4 separate regions of the Mus musculus genome follow, and all the other regions are linked to region 3. The links are chromatin contacts, called in public promoter capture Hi-C maps. All regions are on one chromosome and are shown on one strand. Each heading gives the region's core, a stretch centred on a gene start, on an enhancer-like site or on the middle of the called end of the contact. The rest is flanking DNA. Distances are from core to core; before and after follow the strand shown.

Evidence for each region. Promoter capture Hi-C pulls out the DNA fragments that hold promoters and counts their contacts. Capture Hi-C pulls out chosen DNA fragments and counts their contacts.
Region 1: a contact with region 3 is called in a promoter capture Hi-C map of adipose tissue. The contact joins the promoter of Taldo1 here to the promoter of Ptdss2 in region 3. A contact is called at or near these places in 6 of 39 promoter capture datasets (the C10 cell line, cranial neural crest, hematopoietic stem and progenitor cells and 2 more), 5 of 115 datasets of contacts at active chromatin or transcription factors (the SCID.adh cell line, embryonic stem cells, large pre-B cells and 2 more) and 3 of 9 other capture datasets (adipose tissue, liver and pancreatic islet).
Region 2: a contact with region 3 is called in a promoter capture Hi-C map of erythroid cells, with 2.8 times the contacts expected there. The contact joins the promoter of Cracr2b here to the promoter of Ptdss2 in region 3. A contact is called at or near these places in 2 of 39 promoter capture datasets (erythroid cells and pre-B cells), 1 of 484 Hi-C or Micro-C datasets (cerebral cortex), 4 of 115 datasets of contacts at active chromatin or transcription factors (embryonic stem cells, memory CD8 T cells, microglia and 1 more) and 2 of 9 other capture datasets (adipose tissue and macrophages).
Region 4: a contact with region 3 is called in a promoter capture Hi-C map of liver. The contact joins the promoter of Slc25a22 here to the promoter of Ptdss2 in region 3. A contact is called at or near these places in 2 of 39 promoter capture datasets (the C10 cell line and pre-B cells), 2 of 484 Hi-C or Micro-C datasets (CD8 T cells and embryonic stem cells) and 2 of 9 other capture datasets (adipose tissue and liver).

Annotation. Positions count from the first base shown.
Region 1 is chr7:141,390,330-141,395,835 of GRCm38.p6, reverse strand. It overlaps Taldo1 (transaldolase 1), which reads right to left and starts at 3,676. Exons shown (of 8, transcript NM_011528.4): 1 at 3,518-3,676. The coding sequence starts at 3,614.
Region 2 is chr7:141,456,976-141,462,654 of GRCm38.p6, reverse strand. It overlaps Cracr2b (calcium release activated channel regulator 2B), which reads right to left and starts at 1,561. Exons shown (of 10, transcript NM_001025103.2): 1 at 1,466-1,561. It overlaps Pnpla2 (patatin-like phospholipase domain containing 2), which reads right to left. Exons shown (of 9, transcript NM_001163689.1): 2 at 5,150-5,382; 3 at 4,998-5,063; 4 at 4,441-4,650; 5 at 4,165-4,225; 6 at 3,896-4,063; 7 at 3,678-3,810; 8 at 3,366-3,488; 9 at 1,912-3,266. The coding sequence ends at 2,987. It overlaps Gm10575 (predicted gene 10575), which reads left to right. Exons shown (of 2, transcript NR_152219.1): 2 at 392-1,174.
Region 3 is chr7:141,129,104-141,134,686 of GRCm38.p6, reverse strand. Ptdss2 (phosphatidylserine synthase 2) reads right to left here and starts at 3,401. Exons shown (of 12, transcript NM_013782.4): 1 at 3,170-3,401. The coding sequence starts at 3,285.
Region 4 is chr7:141,435,556-141,441,203 of GRCm38.p6, reverse strand. Slc25a22 (solute carrier family 25 (mitochondrial carrier, glutamate), member 22) reads left to right here and starts at 3,330. Exons shown (of 10, transcript NM_026646.3): 1 at 3,330-3,635. Pidd1 (p53 induced death domain protein 1) reads left to right here. Exons shown (of 16, transcript NM_022654.2): 6 at 1-31; 7 at 103-228; 8 at 339-518; 9 at 599-746; 10 at 838-973; 11 at 1,051-1,201; 12 at 1,289-1,412; 13 at 1,515-1,633; 14 at 1,713-1,826; 15 at 1,927-2,126; 16 at 2,357-3,091. The coding sequence ends at 2,615.

The DNA of each region.
Region 1 (5,506 bases), core at 2,427-4,926, 260 kb before region 3:
AGAGGAGACGCTCTGCATCACCCGTGCCTTCTCTACCACAATGAACTGAAACCTTAGAACACTGGGTCAAAACAAACCATCCCTCTCTTACCTTTTTCTCTCAGGTGTTTGTCAGAGTGACCAGAAGCAGCTGTCACCAGAGATGGAAAACAGTGCCCTGCAGCAATCCCAAGTGGATCACAGTGACAATGCTCACAGCAGCTCCAGAGGCTAGCCACAAAGCAGCCTTGAACATGAAGACAGTACTCAGCTCACACACATGAGCTGGCCACAGACTATGATCCTAGCTCAGATAACTAAGAGTTTAAGGTCAGCCTGGGTTACAGAGCAAGACCTTGTCACAAAAGAACAAACCAGAAGCTCGGTGTGGTGGCACATGGCTTTAATCCCAGCACTCTGGAAACAGACATAGGTCTTGTGTCTTGAAATCTGTGAGTTCAAGGCCTACTTTGTCTACAATCAGGGCTACATTGGATTATGTCTCAAAATAAAGCAAACAAACCATTTCAGTATGTGATTTTTAAAAAAAAAAAAAAATCGCAACATTTTAAATAGTAAAATTTAAAAAACAATCCAGAGTTTGAGGCCAGCCTGGTCTACATAGCAGGTTCCAAGCTAGCCAGGCCTACACAGTGAGACACTATCTAACAAAACAAAACAAAAGAAACAAACAACAACAACAAAAACTAAGCACCCTAGAACCATCATTCCCTATAAAAGCCGATGTGCAGTCACTAGGACTGGAACTATGGATGCTGGAAAAACATGCTCCACAAGCTTGTCCTACTGCCCGACAGCCAGCAGGGGGCGCTCTAACCTGAAACCGCTGGCAGACATGTTTTGTCTCTTTAACCTCACTTGTGGGGGGCGGGGCCCGCCATATTATGCCCATGTGTTTTGGCTCCTTTAACATATTGGTTATTTTTCTTCAGGATCAACTCAGTTATCCAAATGAACAGGCACATGAACAGCAGATGCACAGATGTCCAGTTGCCAGGCCAGGAGGACATGAGCTTGCCAATTTCAAAGTACCCCTGCTTTTTCTTTTCTTTTTTTTTTTTCTTTTTTTTCTTTTTTTTTTTTTTTTTTTTGGTTTTTCGAGACAGGGTTTCTCTGTATAGCCCTGGCTGTCCTGGAACTCACTCTGTAGACCAGGCTGGCCTCGAACTCAGAAATCCGCCTTCCTCTGCCTCCTGAGTGCTGGGATTAAAGGCATGCACCACCACGCCTGGCACCCCTGCTTTTTCTTTTCCAGACCTTCATACCAGGATCCTATATAGCTAACAACACAGGGTGACCTCAGACTCGTAGTCCTCCTGCCCTGCTCCCCAGTGTTAGGGTTATATTATAGGTCTGCACCACCAGGCACATAATGTCTTTTGATATCAAGGATAGCTCTGTGTCACGGTGACAGCCTAAGTCTATGAGTTATGACACAGCTGCAGAGATAACCAGAGCAGGCCTAGCCCGCAGGCAGCGCAATGCGTGGCTCGTTCTGCTGTCTTGCTTCCTGATTTGGACATCACTAGGGAAACGGGGCAAAGGGTGTATGGGCTACTTTTGCAACATCTCAGGAGTTTGAGGTTATTTCAAAATAAGAAGTAAGTAGGGGAAAATGTGCTCTGGAGTGGTGCTGGCTGAGGTGTGAATCCACTGAAGGGTGCACAGAAAACACAGTTTTTATCATATAAAACTACAGACTCTGGCAGGGCAGTGGTGGCAGAGGCAGGTGGATTTCTGAGTTCGAGGCCAGCCTGGTCTACAAAGTGAGTTCTAGGACAGCCAGGGCTACACAGAGAACCCTGTCTCGAAAAAAACAAACAAACAAAAAAACCCAAACAAAAAACAAAACAAACAAAAAACCCTACAGACCCAGGGCTGGGGACACAGTTGAGTGGCAGCTGTTTTAGCAGGTGTGATGTCAGAGCTTGAGCTCTAGCCTCCCCTCCCCTCCCCTCCCCTCTCCTCCCCACCCCACCCCCAGCTGAGCATTAAGGCCCAAAGACCCTGAGGTTCAGAGGAAAATGAAAGGGGTCAAAAGCGTTCGGAAACTCTATTTTCAGGAGCCTGTGATACCCAAGGGGTGAAGAACCCTCACCACAGCTGGGCAGGGGTGGTGCACAATGCTGATCCCAACACTTAGGAGGCAGAGGCAGGCAGATTTCTGTGAGTTCGAGGCCAGCCTGGTCTATAAATCAAATTCCAGGAAAGTCAGGGCTACACAGAGAAACCCTGTCTTCAAACAAATAAACACCAAAAGAAACCTTTACCATCTGACAAAAAAAAAAAAAAGACTTTGAATAAATAAAGTATATAAAATAGATTTTGAATCTGACAATGTTTATAATTATTTGTTTTAAGCCACACTGTCAATGAATGTGCTCTTTGGCTCTTTGTTGTTGTTTGAGACAGGCTCTTACTATGTAGCTCAGGCTAGCCTGGAACCATGTAGCCCAGGCTGGCCTCCAACTCATAAAGATGTGCCTGCCTCTGCCTCCCAAATGCAGGTGTGAGCTACCATGCCTGTCTCTTGCTCTCTTCACAAACATTAGCCGGTAAACTCTGCACTACACACACAGTGGAAAAACCTTAGGACTCCCAGATGGATTTCTGGAAGCTGACGAACACAGCTTGTGTCAGACGGGTTTGCTATTAGACCCACATCAAGTCTGTCCTTTATAGCTAAGCAGCCCAAATATGCCTAATCACTCTCTGCGACTCTCTGAGAGATAAACAATGCACTTACTCATGAGGAATTAAAGCCTGTTTCTCAAGTCACCGTGAGAAAGCAGAAAAGAGCAGAAGTGCTTTTGTACTGAGCTCACACGGAGCATTTCCTGAAAGTCTTTCTCACAGCACATGTGAGATCACCTCCACCACCCTCCAAGGATGAGAGCAAGACTAACAGCACAAGTCTTTCCACCTGTTTTCCGCGTCCCTACCAAGTCCAGGAAAATCTGAGTACTGGAGCTGCGCATGGTGGCACTGCCTGATCCAGCACTAAGGCTAAGATAGAAGGATTACCAGGAGTTCCAGAACAGCCTGTGGCTACACTGTGAGACCCAGTCTCAAAAGAGAAGGAAGTATGACAATGATAACCATTTGATTTAGTGTGTGCAACTGGTCTGACTCCAGCCATGCTGTGTACTGCCCATAGAGAGTAACCAGCTGCATGTGGAAAACCAGTGCAACAGGCTGCAAAAAGCAGATGGTGTCCAGTCTTGCAGACTGCACTGGCTCCAAAGTTGAGCCTGTGTCATCGTAGGGAATTGGGAGTAGGGGTGGGGGCACCCCGGGTCAGGGAGACTTTCTCGGACTACCTCTACCCACCGAGGCTTCGCGCCGGGCTCCCAGGGTCACCAATAGCCCAGGAGCTATTGATCCTTGAAGGTTCCGCAAACTCACCAATCCCAGCTCCAGCGCCCGCGAGGCCCCGCCCCTGACACCCACACCGGTGCTGGTTCCAAAATTGGGGGCGCAGCAGCTTAAATAGGGCGCATGCACCGCGTCCTCTTACCATTGAAATCACCCGTGTCGGCCACCACGGTGGTGAACTGCTTGAGCTGGTCCAAGGCGGACTCCATCCTCTGGCGCTTTACCGGGGACCCCGACATGGCGAAACGCGAACAGCTGAGGCGGTAGCCGGTGCGTGCTAACCCACAATGCCCCGCGCGTCCTGGCCAATCAAAGCAAAGCTAAATGAAGCCTGACGACGAGCCCCGCCCATGTACTTGGAGACCTTGCCATAGACCACGCCCCGTGTCACGGTCGGAGTTCTCTTCCCCAGTAGCGAGTGGTTAGTTTCTACCAGTCCAAGGAGAGTGGATTCTTTGTACCCCTCTAGAGCTCGGATGCGTAGAATGAACAGACAACGGATTCTACTGAGACGCGCGCTCAGTAAGCCTCAGACCCCACGGACTACGGATGGATGGGTGGCAGCGCTCTCGCTCCACACCCATGCTAATCCTTGAGCGGGTCCTTGCCTCCAACTGTGCATTCCCTACAGGGGCTTCAGAAGTGCACCCTTTCTCCAGCTGTGGGACTCCCCTACTCCCAGTTTAGGGACTGGGAGCTGCGCCCTCTCTGCTGATCGCGATAAGTCAAGCTCGGTGCAGCCCCTGCTTACAGGCAGACAAGCTAAAGCACAGTCTGAGAATCAATACAGGTGTATGGCCCCATGGGCGACTTCTGGCAAAGCCACCAGTTTCCGCTTCCCAGATGGAGTGGTTCTGGTGTTGCCTTAAGCTGCTGGGTGATCCTTCCCTTGCCCATGATTTTGCATCTCCCCTGGCTGGAAGTCTGTCTGGAATAAGCAGCAGTTTGAGAAAGTTGAGATGGGGAATTGAATCTTCAGTCATGAATAAAAATAGTAAGGGCAGTTTCTTTTACAGTGTTCCCATTATTGATTTGCAGTTCTTTGAATATGCTGGCTCAAGCTATTACACATATATGTGTATGCCGGATATTTTCTGTTAATATTTTGTTTACCACTCGTCTTAGTTTGCTTTCTATTGCTGTGATAAACACCACCACCCAAAGCAACTAGGCGAGGTTGATTGTACCTTACCCTCCCAAGTAACAATCTATCACTCAAGGACTGCAAGAAAGGCGCCTGGAGAAAACTTCTCACCGGCTTGCCTCCCTTGGTTTGCACAGCCTCCTTTCTTTACAGCCCTGAACTTCCAGGACCACCTGCTCAGGGATGGCACCACTCACCGTGGTGCTATGGGCTTTCCCTTATCAATCATTAATCTTAAAATTAATTTTTTCTTAAAAACGGAGCCAGGCAAGGTGGTACAGACCTTTAATCCCAGCATTCTGGAGGCAGTGGCAGGTGGATTCAAGGCCAGCCTGGTTTACATAGGGAGCTCCAGACTCGCCAAAGGGAAAAAGCCTTGCCGACTGACTTGCTAATCTTGAGGACAGAGGCATTCTCTCATTCGAAGTTCCCTCCTCCTGCAAAATCCGAGCTGTGTCAAGTTGACAAAAAAAAGTAACCAACACACTTTTTTTTTTTTTTTTTTTTTTTTTAGTATCTTTTAAAAATAGATTTTTCTTTGAAAGGAGACTGGCCTTGAACTCTTGGTCTTCCTGCCCCTGCCTTCCAAGTGCTCAGATTACAGGCAGGGGCCACCATACTTGGCTCCAGCTGACTCTATTCAAGTTCACTGGAAGATGGACTTTTATATACTAGGGGCCACAGAGGCTGCCTCTAGGGCAGTGTTTCTCAACTTGTGGGCCACAACCCTTTTGCAGAGGTGGTTGTGGGTGGGGTCAAATATCAGATAGCCCGCATATCAGATATTTACATTTTGGTTCATCATGGTAGCAAAATTACAGTTATGCAGTAACAATAAAAATAATTTTATCTTTGGGAGTTACCTCAAAAGGAGGAACTGACTCCATTGAAAGGTTGCAGCATTAGGAAGGCTGAGAACCATTGTGCTAGAGGACTAGGCTAATTGAAGGGGGCTCCACCTATCAGCTTTCAGGAAGTCACCACCTA
Region 2 (5,679 bases), core at 312-2,811, 330 kb before region 3:
TGCCACTCAGGCAGGCCTTAAGGGTGCAGGTGCAAGGTCCCAGGCTTGGGCACTGGACAGCTTTTAAGAAACACCCCCACATCTTGGTTTAACACAGTCTCTGCAGCTTTCTCCTCCCCTGGGGCCTCCCCTCTCACCTCCTGGAATGGACATCCCACCTCTAATTAGAGCCACCTGTCAGTCCCACAGTGTATTAACCCCACATTTCCCAAAGCTACAACTCGGTGACACTGACCGATTCCTATCTCACTTTTCAGTCTTTGAGGTCATCTTCCCCCTACCCATATTCGGGGGGTGGGAGGAGGAACAACAAGCAAACGTGAGGAAGAGCATGGTAGGGCAACCTGGAGTAATCATTGGCACCCCTGATGGCTACCCTCACTTCAACCAGGCACGGTCACCACCCCACCAACCGCTCCAGTGTTCCTCGGGACCGGAGGTCCATCCTGGCCGGAAGCCGCGCTGCCGCCAGGCTCCAGGGAGTCCAGACGAAAGGCAGCGGGTGGGCCCACAGGCAAATCTCATCCACGCACGTCTGGGCTAGCTGCCTTCACCCGAGGAACACAGCCGTTCCAGACAGAGATGCGTGCGATGGCTGCTCTACACAGCGCTCGGAAGGTGCGACCACTGGAGCTAGGGGCCCGGGGTTGGGGGTGGGGAAGCCCAGAGGGCGCGGCGCTGGGACCCCAGTCGCGGGACCTGCGAGCAAATAAATGCCTACCTGCGAGCCGCGCCGCCGCACCTGCCGCAGGCGGGCCGCTCCTCCCGGAAACGCGCGCGGCGCGCCCCGCCCCTGCCTGGACCCCGATAGCCCGCGAGGGGCGCGTACCCAGAGCGACCTTGCGGCCTTACAGGCCCGGAGACCCCGGGATAGCACGTCCGGGTGGATCCTCCACCAGAGCGCTGCTGTAGTTTTGTCCCGCCTCTCTTATCCTGGTGACCCGACCCAGAGTGGCTAGCTCTCCCCGGAGAGCCACAGGGGGCAGCAAAGTTGTATCCCTCACTCCCACCATCTCCCCAGCTCCCCCCAAGACCCTTTTAGAACAAAATCAAGGCTGGGGAGGTGCAGATGCCAACCCCCACCCCGCCCGGAGTATCCAGACTTAGGGTGCCAAGAAGTGTTGTGTAGGAAAATGCGGAGCAGGAAATAAACCAAATACTTTCAGTGGCTGTATCCAGGGCTGTGGACACTAGACTTTCTTTTCTTTACTTTCCCAATTTAGAGTCTTCTAAGTTTTAATACTAGAGAATGACATATAAGTTAGCAGCTCTCCTGTGTGGGGGAAGTGAGTATGGGACCGGGCGAGACCACCTCAGTCTGCCCTCAGCACTCCTCATGGGGCACAGTCCTAATCGGGGGCTTCTCTGGGCCTAGAGGAACTTCTGAAGATGCTGCCAAAGTCCTACTTAAGAGGAAACCCATCTATTTCCAAGAGTATGCCCCCAACCAAGCCCCCAAACTGACCTGAAAAGCTGGCCTGGCTATCACAGGCTGCAGAGGCGCTGGGGGCCCTGTGCGTCTCAAGCAGAACCACAACAGGCTTGCTGTATGGGACAGGACCTGGAGACAAGGGGCGGCCCCTGGCACCTAGGCCAGGGACCTGCCTGGCCGGCTCGCCCAGTCCTGCTGTCCCAGGTCCCATAACCAGAACAACCGTTATTGTTGGCTAGGGGCTGCAACCGCAGCCACTGTGCTCCTTTTGGGAGGGGCAAGTGGGTGCTGAGCTCGGAGGACTAAGCTAAGTTCTACAAATAGACAGCTAAGCCCACCCCTTTGGGAGGAGCAAGTGGGTGCTGAGCTCGGAGGACTAAGCTAAGTCCTCCAACTGGACAGTTAAGCTCACCCCCACTCAGAGTTCCCCTTCCTCCAAGACTATTACAACACACACAAACACAGCACAGGATACTTCAGGAAACCATGGTGAACTCTACTTTGCCTCAGTACTTCTGATCTCTCCCAAGGTTCTGGCGGGAAGCAGGTATGGTTACAGTACAGGAAAGGGCATATGCACCTGGCAGTGGAGCATGTGACAACCAAGAAAGAGGAGCCAAGCACAAAGTTCTGGGCAAGATGCCCCAGTATGGGTCAGGAACCAATCTTCCCGGGTCCCCAGACCGCAGTTCCAGAAGCTTCGCCCTTCACAGGGATCCACGCCCTCACTCGCTGTGTCACATGAGGAGCGGATGTGTGGGTGACACCTTTTGTAAACATTTTCCCCCTAGTGCTTGAGATGGAATCCGGACCTGGTGCATATTAGACAGCTGTTCAACGGCTGAGCAACTCTAACCCACCACTTTAGTTTTTTTATCGATACTAAGGGGCTCAAACTCCCAAACATATCTGCTGGCCCAAGAGACAGGCAGCAAGCCTCAGAGAGAACAGAGCAGCTTACATGTGTCCTTGCCAGAGGACTGACCTTAGGAGACGGTCCCCAGCTGCCAGGACTCAGAGAACCCCGTGAAGCCCAACTGTTAGCTACTGAGACACCAGTTCACTGGGAGAAAGCTCTGTCTGCTGACCACAGTCGGAGGCAAGGGTAACATGCAGAAGTGAGGAAGGCAGAAGCTGAGCTGTGGCTTTTATTAGATCTGCTTTGGCAAAAATAAATAATTCTTCACACACTCTGCAAGGAAACTTGGACACCAGGGAGCAGCAGCAGATGTGGAGTTCTTAAGACTGACCCTGCACTGAAAAGGTGGTGGGCAGGAGTAAGGCACAGGTGACGTGACGGGGGAGGGCTCTGTGGGCTCCGGGGGAGGGCGACTCCCCATCCCTCCCCACCAGGAGTAGCATAGTGAGTGGCTGGTGAAAGGTTTCACATCGAAAGCCCACTTGCAGCTGTGCAGGGTCCTATGTCCTCATTCCACAGCATGTAAGGGGGAGAGCCGGGGCAGACAGGATCTTGTTCCACCCCGGGGCTCCTCTTAGTGGGGCAGGACAACTTGGAGCTTGGCTGGTAGCCGGGCGATGTGGGAATGGTGATTCTCAGCAAGGCGGGAGGCCAGGTGGATCCTGTGGGGTGGCAGGATCTGCGGCAGTGGGGCTGGCAGGTGCGCGCATGCGCAAGGCATCCGGCGGGAAGGCCACATTGGTGCAGAAGAGACCCAGCAGTAGCTGACGCTGGCATTCTTCCCACTTGGCCAGCGCGTCCCCCAGTGAGAGGTTGTTTCGTACCCAGTTGGGTAGGGCCTCACTGTAGGTGGCGCAAGACAGTGGCACAGAGGGCAGAGACTGGGCACGTCGCAGTTCCACCTGCTCAGACAGTCTGCAGGTGGGGAGGAGACATGGAGGAAAGGAAGGCTTAGTGGAGATCTGCCATTCCAAGACTCAGGACCCAGGGGGCCAGGCGGTCAGAGCAGCTCACCTGGAAGGCAGATGGTCACCCAATTTCCTCTTGGCCCTCATCACCAGATACTGGCAGATGCTACCCGTCTGCTCTTTCATCCACCGGATATCTTCAGGGACATCAGGCAGCCACTCCAACAAGCTGAGAAGGGAGCACCGAGAGCATGAGCTCAGAAACACCAGGCTGGGATCTGGTGCTCCCTTGCCAGGTTCTGAAGACCTATCCTCCCCAAATCTCCCAAGGAGCCCATTGCTCATGGATGATCCGGGACCTCTGTCCCTGATGTACCGGTTGATGTGTCCTCCCCCAGACTCCGTTCCCCACCCTCACCGGATGGTGAAGGACACTGCACTCTCCAGCGGCAGAGTATAGGGCACCATCATGGCCGTTGCCAGGCGCACTGGTAGCATGTTGGAAAGGGTGGTCATCAGGTCCTTTGGTTCCACACAGGCCTCCAGCAGGGCTGCAGAGAGGAAGGTGGCAGTCAATCAGGGAAGTGGGGGCCTCCTAGGCCTCCTAACTGAGCTTCCCTCCCCGTGGCGGCGCACCCTCATTGAGTCTGGCAGGCAGGTGCTCTAGAATTCGATCTTTTCTATAAGGCTGCAATTGATCCTCCTCTCCAGCCCTCTCCTCCACCACAGCAGCTTCCTCTGCATCCTCTTCCTGGGGGACAACTGGGGGCAGTGCCAGCAAAGGGTTGGGTTGGTTCAGTAGGCCTGTGGGGGGGGGGGGGGGGTCAGAGAGATGCCATCAGAGGTTATGGCCAGCAGGGGGCACTGCAGGTCCAGCTTCTTCCACCCCAGGGCTGCCCACACACCATTCCTCCTAAGGAATCGAAGTCCATCTCTGTAGCCCTGTTTGCACATCTCTCGGAGGACCTGTGGCGGAGGTATAAATCAGTGTGAATGGTGCGGTTGAATTACTGCTGTAGAGTCCCTGTAACTGCCACTTCCACCAACAACCTGCCCTGGCTTGAAGTCCTGCCAACCTTGGAAAGCATCCAAAAGCCCCACTGTCATCCCAGGGCTCAGAGGTCCCCAGGGTTCTCTCCCCTGGTGCTGGCTTAGTCAGGACTGGGTGTGTGCGGGCTCACCATGGGCTCTGGCGGGAAGAGAGCCTTCGAGAGGCGGTAGAGATTGCGAAGGTTGAACTGGATGCTGGTGTTGGTGACGCGAAGCTCGTGGATGTTGGTGGAGCTGTCCTGAGGGCAGATGTCACTCTCGCCTGAGAATGGGGACACTGTGATGGTATTCTTCAGCTCATAAAGTGGCAAGTTGTCTGAAATGCCGCCATCCACATAGCGCTTTGCAAGAACACACATTCATAGTCACACACTGAGGGGCTGCAGGGTGTCCTGGCAGCCCTACTCGGTTCCACTTGAGCCTTTGGCCCACTACGTATTGGCCACTGGGGACTCCTCAGCAAATGGCCAGACAGATGGAGTTGAGATGGGCACCAGCCAGAGGAAATCTGAGCCTCCCCAAGACTCCCCTGAATCTTGAGTCATGAGAAGTCAAGCAACAGGCAGTGAGGGACTGAAGATGGAGAGAGGCACCCCAGTGGCCTTTCTCCTCCACCCCCTTTTCCTGCAGCCCAGAGACAGTACATGATGCTTCTCGTTCCAGGGCAGGGCCAAGCAGAGATACTTACCACCCCTTGGAGGGTAGGAGGAATGAGGCCACAGTACACCGGGATAAATGTGCTGCAGACATTGGCCTGAAGAACAAGACACAGGGTAGTAGACAAGGCTCTGCCTTGAGTTAACTCCCTGCCGCCGCCAACACGGTGTCTGCAGTGCCTACCTGGATGAGCTCATCCTTGGAGCTAAAGTGGGATATGATGACGTTCTCTCCGTCTGAAACACGAGTCAGGGAGATGCCCAGGCGTCCATTGGCGCGCTCATGGCAATCAGCAGGCAGGGTCTTTAGTAGACAGCCACGGATGGTCTTCACCAGGTTGAAGGAGGGATGCAGAGGACCCAGGAACCGCTTCCGGGCCTCCTTGGACACCTCAATAATGTTGGCACCTGCTTCACCTGGGAGAGCAGGGCCGGGATCAGGGACAGCATTCCCAGCATTCCCAGCTTAGTAACCATCTGTCCTCCAGGACTCCACACCCAGGATATACTCAGATGGATGACATTCCATTGACTGTGAAGACACCTATGCCCACACTGGGGGCTGGCTCACAATTGGGACTTTGCCACTTAAAGAAGAAGGCAGACCACCACCCTGGAGATGGCGTACAGCAGGAGCTGGCCAGCTGCGATTAAAACCTGCCCTGTGCCTGGTATTTCCCAACTGCCTGTCCCCATGAGTCACTGTGCCTAACA
Region 3 (5,583 bases), core at 2,152-4,651:
GCTCTGCCTTGTTGCTCCTCGTCTAACTCTCTCTCTCTCTTACACACTTACATACACACACACACACACACACACACACACACACACACGCACGTATGTGGGGGGTGAGGTGGGGGGTGGGATGGAGGGAGGGAGGCACAACAGGTTGCCAAGACAGGTCATCTTTTTCCTTCCAGAACGTCAGGTTTGTGCAGCGCTGCCTCCTACTCCTCCCTACCATACACAGACACGGGGATGGTCTGAGTCCCATGACTAGGCCCAATATGAGAGTTGACCTATGTAAATTTTGGGACTTCAGTTACTGCCCAGGGGCAGGCATGAGGACAAACTGGTTCCTTGCTCTGAGTGGAAAATACCCAGTTCCTGTTCTTCCCTGGAGATGACCACGCTCCTCACGCTGAGTGGGTAGGAAGGCAACCCTGCCAGAACCAACCAGGGAACCATGAAGGCGTTGCCAAGAAAGGGACAGGGCCGGTCCCAGGTCAGGTCTTCAAGAGGCTTCTAGCCTGTTACACTGGCTTTCTTGGCTTGTTGATCTGATAGTCAAAAGAGTATGAATTATCAAATCATGCTTACTAAATGTGGGCAAGTCTAGGTAAGCCCTAGCCCACAGTGATAGATCACTTATATCTGAAGCTGCAGAAATTATTGCTACGGATGTACTGGTGATTTCTGCCCCAACTCTCCTAGATGGCTCACTAGAAGCACCATGCTCTAAGACCCAAGAATAGACTACCAATTCTCAAACTGTCACAGATTCCATGCTGGTGGGAGTGGGTTAGAAAGTGAGATCCAAGCCGGGCGTGGTGACACACGCCTTTAATCCCAGCACCCGGGAGGCAGAGGCAGAGGCAGGTGGATTTCTGAGTTCGAGTCCAGCCTGGTCTACAAAGTGAGTTCCATTACAGCCAGGGCTATACAGAGAAACCCCATCTGGGGAAAAAAAAAAAAAAAGAAAGAAAGAAAGGAAAGGAAAGGAAAGGAAAGGAAAGGAAAGGAAAGGAAAAGAAAAGAAAAGAAAAGAAAAGAAAAGAAAAGAAAAGAAAAGAAAGTGAGATCCCGTGGTAGGGGGTTGGGTTGGAGCCCTGACTCAGAGGTTAACAACACAGGCTACTCTTCCAGAGGACCCAGATGGGGTCCCTAACATCGACTCAGCAGCTCCCGTCTGGAACTATGGTTCCAAGGGACCCAACACTCTCTTCTGGCTTCTAGGGGCATTGCATACAGGTTTTATACACACACATGCAGGCAGAACATCAATACACACAAAATAAAACTTTATATAAATAAAGTTCCAGGTCTGTGCCAGAATCAGAGCTCTTGTTTAGTTTCCTGATATTATCCCCTAAGATAGTAATGACACTCAGCAAAAGTCCCCAAAATACACACTGAAGAATGGCTGAATGAATAAATGACTATAAAGCAAGAAAGGCAAGCCAGCAACACACTCCAGAATTCTCAGTCCAGTGGCCGTCACCTGCACTGAAGGACAGTCCCGCCTCTCTCCTGTCCAAGAGCCATGGTGGAGGCTACCTGATAGAGAATTGATGTTTAAAAACCCACTTGAGTAATTCACGGACTGCTATGAATGTAAGGCCAATTGGAGTCCTTTATTTAAGTAGGCAACCAGGAACAGGCTCCTGCCACAAAGATCTCTTGGCCCTGAAGTAAGGCAGTGCACGGTTTATGAAAACAAAAAACCAGGTGTGGGTCAGGGATTTTGTAAGCATCATTCCTCTTTGTCCTGTCATCCAGGATATGACTGAGATGGTGTGGGGTCAGTTATGGGGTTAGAGGCCATTATGTCCAGTCAAGAAGAATGGGGTATGGGATCAGTCTTCAGATTAGTTTATGGGGTTGCAACAGCCCGACTTATAGGCCATTTTAATGTCCAAAGGACCTCAAAGGTCAAAGAAGGCCATCGGCACTAGCTCTGGCACCATACCCACAACTTCAACTGCCCCATGCTCGCTTCCAAGCGCGCTCTCTCTCTCTCTCCCTCTCTCGCTCCCTCCAGGGTCTGGCTGTACTGGAAACTCACTATGTAAACCAGGCTCGCTTCAAACTCACAGAGACCCACCTGCCTCTGCCTTCCAAGTGCTGGGATTGCTTCTTTTCCCTCTAATGTTTTCACAGTCATTAGACGGAATCATATTGAAAAGCAGCTCTGGTTGGCTCTCACTGCAGAAGCTGTCCATAACCCAGGGAAGGTGCTAATAGTATAAGGTCCAGATGCAAAGCTATCTCCCACACCCAACCCACTTTCCTGCTATTTCAACTGTATCTCACCAGTGCCTCAGTTACCACTCCCACTTGCAAGCCAGAGATACAAGCTGACATACACAAGAGTCCCTTGGAGGACCCTATCTGTGTGATGGCACCTTCTCCTGAATTATCTTAACACTTCCAGACCAGGATTCTCTCTGATCAAATGTGTTCTGGACACTGCCACAGCTCTGTTCTCTCAGAGCAACTTCCACTTAACATCCCCTCCAGTGGGAACACATTTGTTTCTGTGCACTTGGGTGTCACTTGCCTGTAGGGCCCACCCTGGGACTCCAGTGTCGCATAGGTGGGTAGAAACTTGGCTGCCTGAAATAAAAGCAAAGCCATTCCTCTCATGAAGCGTGCTCCTTCTCACAAACAAGGAAAGGTGAAGGGTTAGCCCAAGGTCATGGGATTACACCTGGTCAGCCAGGGCGGTGGCATGGTCCTTCAAAGAAGCAAAACACCTGCAATTCCTACGCACTCAACTCCACGAAAGGCAGACGGGGCAACCTGACCCCAAAACTTGTCAGAGGTTGAGTTGTGCAAGCAAGGGTCACTGAAAAGGGTAGCTGTGAGGAAAATCTACCATACAGATATGCCATGCCCACCAGGCCAGTTCAGGGCAACGTTACGGGTGAAGAGCAGGGGAACAACAGCTATCCCCCAGAAAGGGAAACCTGAAAAGTCACTAATATGTAGTGGCCAGGCCTTCCAGAGCTCATCCCGGGGCTCCTCCGATCCGAAAAAACACTCGACATCTCATACGGAGACGACCACGGGGGGTTCCACGAGGGCCGGAGGGAGTGAGGCGCTCCCCTGGCTGATCCAGGCCCTGACGGTTCCCGATTCCAATCTAAACTGTCTGTCCCAAACTCCTGCCCCGACGCGGGGAGACCCTCACCAAAAGAAGGTGTTAGTGCCATCGTCGTAGACTTCAGACTCGGTGCTGCGGCGGCCCTTGAGCAGCGGAGACTCAGATCCCGAGCCTCCGGCGACTCTGCGCTCGCCCCTCCGCATGGCGCCCGGCCTGCGCAGCCCAGTAGGCTGCAGGCGGTGGGCTGGGGTCGCAGTGCTGCCCGGCGGGGTCTCCGCGGGAGTGGGGCGGGGCCGTGAGGCATTGTGGGACGCGTAGTGCGCGCCGGGCCGCAGGGCATGCTGGGCGCTGGAAAGCCCTAAACTGCCCGGTGGGAGGGACGCGGTCCGGTTGCTAGGAGACCGGCCGCGTGCTCCGCCTGACAGAGACTGTACAAGCCGGCTGGCACTGGCTGGTGTTGATAAAGTTCCGAAGACATATAATCTCTGGGGATAGGGACGCAAAAGAGACTCAACCTAAACTGTTGTGGTAGACAGCCCTGCCAAGCAAACTAAACTCCGGAAGCTGAGGCAGGAGGATTGAACGAATCCAAGGACAGCCTGAGTTATTCAAACCTTGAATTAAAAAAAAAAGGAGGCGCCGGGCACTGGTGGCCCATGCCTTTAATCCCAGCACTTGGGAGGCAGAGGCAGGCGGGTCTCTGAGTTCAAGGCCAGCCTGGTCTACAGAGTGAGTTCAAGGACAGCCAGAACTACACAGCGAAACCGTCTCGAAAATGAATGAATGAATGAATAAATAAATAAGATGAAATAGTGATAGAGAAATGGCTTAGCAGTTAAGATCACTGCCTGACCTTCTAGAGGATGGAGTTCAGTTTCCACTCTCACATAGCAGCAGTGGCTCCAATGCCCTCTTCTAGTATCTAGGGCACTGTATACAGTTGGTGTATAGATGCATACACTCAACCAAAACACTTATACACTAATAAATAGATGTAGATAGATAGATAAATTAGATAAATTATTGCCAGACATGATGGCATAGTCCTTTAATCCTAGCACTCAGGTATCAGAGGCAGGAAGATCTATATGTGTTTGAAGCCATCCAAGTCTACACACTGTGAGCTCTAGATCAGCCAAGGCTAGACTCTGTCTCAAACTTTAACGTAAATAAAAATTAATGACTAAATTAGCAGGACCAGTCAAGTTGGATAGTTGAAACTGGTATGGTTAGTTGCTGAGAGTACTTACATTTTGCCAGAGGTAGGGAATGGGCTTCTTGTCTGAGAGTGTGGGTCCTTCTTCAGTTTTCTCAGATGTGTTGGCTTGTGGTGCCACCAGCCTGCAATCCCAGCACTTTGAGGTGGAGGTATATATATCAGGGAGTCTGTGGTTATCCTTCACGTGAGATTAGGAGTTAGATAGATTCCCTGATAGGCAGACAGAGAAGAGAGAGCCTATTGGATATTGAAGATGACAAAATTCAGCCGGGTAGCGGTGGCCCACACCTTTAATCCCAGTACTCAGGAGGCAGAGGCAGGAAGATCTTTGTGAGTTTGGGGCAGCCTGGTCTACATAATGAGATCCTAGAAAACAAAGGCTACAAAGAAAAACTCTATCTTGAAACAAACAAACAAATAAACAATAAGATGGCAGACTCTTGGTTTCTTCTTCACCCTCCTTACCTGAAATAAAAGTCTAGCAGCTTAAAAGAAAGGCCTTGGTGAACCTTTTCTCCACCAGGAGGGTCACCAGTCCAGACAAGCTCAAGGCCAGATCAGGACATGTTTGCCCAAAAGTCGTGGGTTTGTCAGCCTCCCTGTCATTGTTCAAACTGACAAACCATAAATTAGAGGAGTAAGACCCCCCATCCCCCCAGAGATCCTTGGAGCTCTCAGCCTGTGTTGCTGGGTATGGATGGCACCAGTAGTCCAGACCTTTCATTCCAGGTCCCAGGGGCAGGCAGATCTCAGTGAGTTTGGAAGGTTAGTTTAATCTACATAGCAAGTTCAAGTCAGCCTGGGATATATAGTGAGATCCTGTCTCAAACAAACAACCACCCAGCCTTCAAAGGGACTTCAAAAAAGGGCTTCAGAGGGGCTCCTGAAGGCCCCCTTAGATCTGCAGAGGGTCTTTCTAGGTGACCTGTGCAGGGTTTTAGACCCAGGGACAAGGGCTGAAGTGCATATTTTACATACTAAAGCACATCTAGCTTCCAGGTTCTCCCAGCATCCCTCAGTCCCTACCTGGCATACCACGTTGCTACTCTGAACTTTCCAGTTCAGGGGCTGGGCTGCCCTTTAGCCAGATATTTTGGTCTCTCCTCCCCACCCCCCCCCTCCTCCTCCTTCTCCTTTTCCTCTTCTTTTTCTTCCTTCTTCCTCCTCCTTCTCTTCTCCCTCTTATCTCTCTACCCTCCCTCTCTCTGCATGCACTCTTCTCTCTTTCTTTTCCTACTCCCTGCTCTCTCCCTTTCCATGGTGACTTCCCTAGCCCCCTTCC
Region 4 (5,648 bases), core at 2,081-4,580, 310 kb before region 3:
GCTGCAGCCCCATGGGGTGGCTTTCCAGCAAGTATGTCCAGGATGGGTAGGGAGCAGGTATTGCCTAGTCCTGGCCCCGTCTCACACTATTGTGGCCTACAGGATGTGAGCTTATGGCTGCTCTTTGTCCCTCCACGAGTCCGTCGCTGTCGTGAGGTAGTTGTGAGGACACGGAGTAACAACACCTGGAATGACCTAGAGACCCAACTGGAGGAAGAGGCACCCAAGGTGACAGCTGCCTAGGCCTTTGGGAGTGAGGGGAAAGGAGCAGCTTGCCCTGACACCACCCACCCTGCCCACTGTCTCCTGCCCTGACTCTCTCTTCCCCCGTGTTCCAGAGGCTCTGGGCTCGCTGCCAGGTGCCCCACTTCTCCTGGTTCCTGGTCGTTTTACGCCCAGTATCCAACACTTGCCTTTTGCCACCAGAGGGAGCACTTCTCTGCTCCTCAGGTCATCCTGGGGTCAGAGTCACTTTTCCCCCTGGGGTTACAGAAGAGCCTCGGCAAGTCTCCATGCAGGTATTGACAGGGTAGTACCAAGGGTGGCGGGAGGTGGTGCCTCAGCAGACAGGAGGGCACTGAAATGGTTCTCTGTCTAGGTAGTGCATATGGCTGGACTAGAGCTGAGAACCCTTCTGGAAGAATCAGAGGCATCAGTAAGCCCTCTGCTGTGCCTTTCACAGAGCGGCCCCCCCAGCTTCCTACAACCTGTCACTGTGCAGTTGCCCCTGCCTCCTGGCGTTACAGGTGAAGCTGCACGCCACAGGACTAAAGGTGGGTGCTTAGAGGGGGGAATAGCATTCAGAGGGGCTTCAGCCTTCTGTCATTTTCCATCCAGGCTTCAGTCTAGACCGCTCCCACCTGCATCTGCTCTACCGAACACCCCTGACAACCACCTGGGATGATATCACCACTCAGGTGGCACTGGAATTCACCCACCTGTATGCACGCTTCCAGGTCACGCACTTCTCCTGGTCAGTGTCCCCTAGCTTCCGCAGGACCCCTTCTGCCCTTCCTCTGTATGGCCACACCTCAACTCTGGCACTTCCAGGTACTGGCTCTGGTATACCACCAAAACCTGTGTGGGGGGCCTGGCCCGGAAGGCCTGGGAACGGCTGCGACTGCACCGTGTGAATCTCATTGCACTGCAGAGGCGCCGAGACCCTGAGCAGGTTCTGCTGCAGTGCCTGCCACGGAACAAGGTGGGGCAGCAGGAAGACAGAGGGGTGACCTGAAGGCCAGGCTGGGTACAAAGCTTTGGCCTCTGATCCCTGGTGGGTGCCCCACAGGTAGATGCCACCCTGAGTCGGCTGCTGGTTCGCTACCGTGGCCCTGAACCCTCTGAGACTGTGGAGATGTTTGAGGGTGAGAAGTTCTTTGCAGCCTTTGAGCGGGGCATTGATGTAGATGCAGGTAGGTCTCTTTTCCAGGGTGCCCTGGGGAGTGACACTTTGGCCCCTCCTACTGATTTGCTTCTCCCCCCTGCCTCCCCCAACCCCCCGCCCCCCCCACCAGACCGTCCAGACTGTGTGGATGGCAGAATCTGCTTTGTCTTCTATTCACACCTGAAGAACGTAAAGGAGGTATACATCACCACAGCCTTGGACCGGGAAGCTCAGGATGTTCGAGGACAGGTGGGCTCATGTGTCAGGATCCTGGACTGAGGTGCCTGGATCCGAGGTCAGCTCTGAACCCCGCATGCTCCTTCCTCAGGTGTCCTTTTATCGGGGTTCACTTCCTGTGGAGGTACCTGCAGAGGCAGAGGCTGCCCGGCAGAGGAAGGGTACAGATGCACTGTGGATGGCCACCTTGCCCATCAAGCTACCGGTGAGGCTGCAGAGGCTTCAGCTGACAAGAGGAGACAGTCCCAGGGTGACCAAAGATAAGAGAATGGGTCCAAGCTTTCTGTATCCTTGCCTCCTGACAGAGACTCCGGGGTGCCCAGGGGAGTGGGCAGGGGACTGACTTCTCCTTGATGCCTCTGAACCTGGGTGATGCAGAAACTGGATTCCTGACTCAGAGCAACCTGCTGAGTGTGGCCTCACGCCTAGGTCCTGACTGGCCAGCTGTGGCCCTGCACCTAGGCATGCCCTACCATAAGCTACAGCGTATCCGGCATGAATTCAGGTGAGCTTCAGGAGTTCTAGTGATCCTGCTGACTCCCAGCTTCAGGTTCAAGGCTGACATCTCCCCCACCCTCCACCCCTGCACATTAGCTGAAAGATTTCAAGGAGGTGGGGATAGAGCAAATACCAGCCTGGAAAAGGAGGGTCTGGTCACTAGCCCAAGGAACTTTTGAGGTATGTTGAGCCTCTGTGTGTGTTCCTGGGCAAACGTCTTCATCACCACCCCTCCAGGGATGACCTGGATGGCCAGGTCCGACACATGCTCTTCTCTTGGGCTGAGCGCCAGACTGGACAGCCTGGAGCTGTGGGACACCTGGTACAGGCCTTGGAACAGAGTGATCGGCGGGATGTGGCTGAAGAGGTGCGTGCCATCTTGGAGCTTGGCCGCCACAAGTACCAGGACAGCATTCGACGCACAGGGCTGGCCCCTGAGGATTCTACTCTGCCTGGCACCTCGGCTTCACAGACTCCAGAGTCTGCACAGGCCTAGGCTTACAGACTTAATTAAGATAGCTTTAAACTTGACTCGACCAGTGGGCAGAGCCCTATCCTTCTACCTCACCCGTGTGCTCCAGTGCCCCAGCATACAAAAACCCACTCACTGTCTAGCCCAAGCTAGCCTCCAACTCACAGTGAGTACATCTCAGAGATTGTTTTACATAAAGGATAGAGAGCAGGTTGCCCATACTTGCTACCATGCCAGGCCCTTCTGCTAAGATGGGAGCAGAGAAGGCCTGGAGGGAGAGATGGCTCAGTAGTTAACAACACTAGCTGCTCCTTCAGGGAACCTAGTTTGTTTCCTCTACCTACCTGATGGCTCATGACAATCTGTAACTCCAGTTCTGAAGGGTCAGCCCCTTCCTCTGGCCCCCACAGACACCAGGCACACATGTGTGCAGACAAGTATGCAGGCAAAACATCCATACAAATAAAATAAAAGCTATTTATTGTGTGTGTGAGACAGAATACCTTTGCAGAGATCATTCTCCCCCGTCTATGTGAATGAACTCGGGGTCACTCGGCTTGGTTGCAAACACCTTTGCTCAGTGAGCCATCTCTAGGCACTGATGAGTAATATTCCCCAGGGGTGGGGAGGAACTATTCTACATAGTAACCCTGCAGCAGGTAAGGATACAAAGTCATCTGTGACAGAATGCTGCATAAGCCCTGCCCACCAGAGTCTTATGGGCGGTGTCTAAGGAGCATCTCTCCTAAAGCTCCGGGACCAAACCTTCCCCAGACCGTCCCATCCCCATGCTTCCCTCCTACCTATTCTCAGTCTTTCAGGGCTTTGAGATAGGAACAAGGAGGGCCTAGGGATACGCCAGAAAGCCCACTCCCTCAAGGGTGGCCTGAGGCTGTGGTAGTGGCCACGCCGGCCGGGAGGGGGAGCCGAAGGCAGCAAAAACTTAGGGCGGAGCGGGCGCGCCTCCGAGAGACGCGCCTCCCCGCCTAGGTGCAGGCCCCGCGCGCGGCACAGCGGGGAAGCGATCCCGGCGGCTGCAGTGTGGTGAGTGCTAGCCGGTCATTTCCCGTGGCGCCCACTCAAATCTGGCTGGGTTGCAGGGAGGAAAAAGGGTGGCATTGGTGGCTGGGAGAGGTGACATCTGCTCAGACACTGCGGCTTTGGCGGAGCCTGAACCTAATGGGTACATCGACCGGCTGTCTCCGGGTGTGGAAGGCCGTGCTCGGTCCCGGCTCTGCCGGGCGCGCTCCCCGCGCACACGTGTCCCAGCAGTGTGGACGCTCCAGAGCCGAGGCTGGAGTTATTTCTGCCAGGGGTGGGGGGTGCTGCACACGTGAGAGCCCACTGGACTTGCGTGGGCACGTATATGGTCAGAGTCCGCGTTGTCTGTCTGGAGATAACGAGGCCAGCTGAGCCCGGACCTTGGGGTAAAGGGCATGATCTGGCCTGGAACAGAGGATGTGCCCCATACTGCTTTTCCTTTGTAGGACAGCTGGAGTACCTTTCTGTGGGAAACCTCTTTGTGGTCCTCCTAGCTAGCAAGACAAAGCTAACCTCCCTAAGAGGAAGGGGCAAGGGAGACTGGATTGGGGGAAGGGCACTCAAGTGGTGAGGCTCAACCCCAGTCCAGTCTCTCTCTCTCCCTTCTCTTCCCCCCCCCCCCTTCTTTCTTCCAGACAGGGTCTCTCTATGTGGAGCTAGTTGTTCTGGAATTCTCTATAGACCAAGTTGTCTTTGAACTCACAGACAGCCACCTGCCTCTGCCTCAGAGGGCTGGGATTAAAGGAGGGAGCCTCCAGTGTCACCAGCATTTCTTTTAGGTAGGAAACAGGCAGCTTTATTCATGAAAATTGAGGAAGAAACTGTATGGAGCTGTTAGCCTCTGTATGCTAACGGGGCTTTTCTCAGTTGGCCTGTGGCCTGACAGGGGAAGAAGGCAGAAAGCTCTGGATCCTCAGTGGCCTGACTGGACAATCAGGTTTCTATGGTAACATAGACAGCATCGAGGGAGCCCTGACATGTGTCTCAAACTGATGAGAATTAAAGAACACACACACAACACACACAAGCCAGGAGTGGTGGTGGCACATGCCTTTAATCCCAGCACTCAAGAGGCAGAGGCAGGCAGATCTCTGACTTTGAGGTCTACATGTTCTACACAGTGAGTTCAACCAGAGCAATCTTGTCTCAAAAAATCCTATATCAAAACCAAACTCTTTGGGTGGGGGAGGCGGGAAACAGACCAGACGGTTCCCTTTGTGTGGTGCTCCAGGCAGCAGAACCCCTTTGCTCTCAGCTCAGCAACTGTTCTCTCTGGTGTCCCGCCTGTTTTGTTTAGTTCAGGGTACAGGGCTGACTAAGCCCTGGGGATCTCAGTGCCTACCTGGCTCTTCCCCATGGACTTCAGACTGTCTGTCTGACTTCCAGGATACACACAATACCCAAGTCCCCAGGTCGCAGATATGTAGGAGATAGCATCTCAGGGACAGCAGACTGAAGGTAGAGGCATAAGGAAGGATGGGGCTTCTCCTAAAGATGGAGTAGCGGAGAGCTGCTGTATCTAGTTTACACTTGGAGCATGGCGTGGAGAGCAAGAAGTCAGACTACAGTTCAAAGGTCAGGCCTGCGCCACACACAAGGGCTAGGAGGGACAGGCACTCTTCCATTGAGACCCCTCGTATGCAGAGGTCAGAGGGCACCTGGAGTACCGCCTCCATGCTCTCTGGTCCCAAAAGGTGAGCAGGGCCTGCTGTGCTTGGTGGTGGTGGCCTTTGAGGGTCAAGCATCCCTTCCTTGTCCTTTCCAGAGGACAGGTCTACTTTCTTGTGCCCTAACCTGAAGTTCCCTGATAGGTACACTCAGATCTCACAGCACAGTGGTTGGTTGTTGACCCATTTCTCAAAAGCACTGATGGGTCCATACAGGGTATCCCATTCCCTGGGGCTCCAGGGCTGTAGACAGATCTGTGCTTATTCCAGATAGAAACCTACTGAGTGGCCCGGAGCTGGAGTCCCTATGGGTAGGCAACCTGGTTGGTTCTCAGGGCTAGTCTGTTCC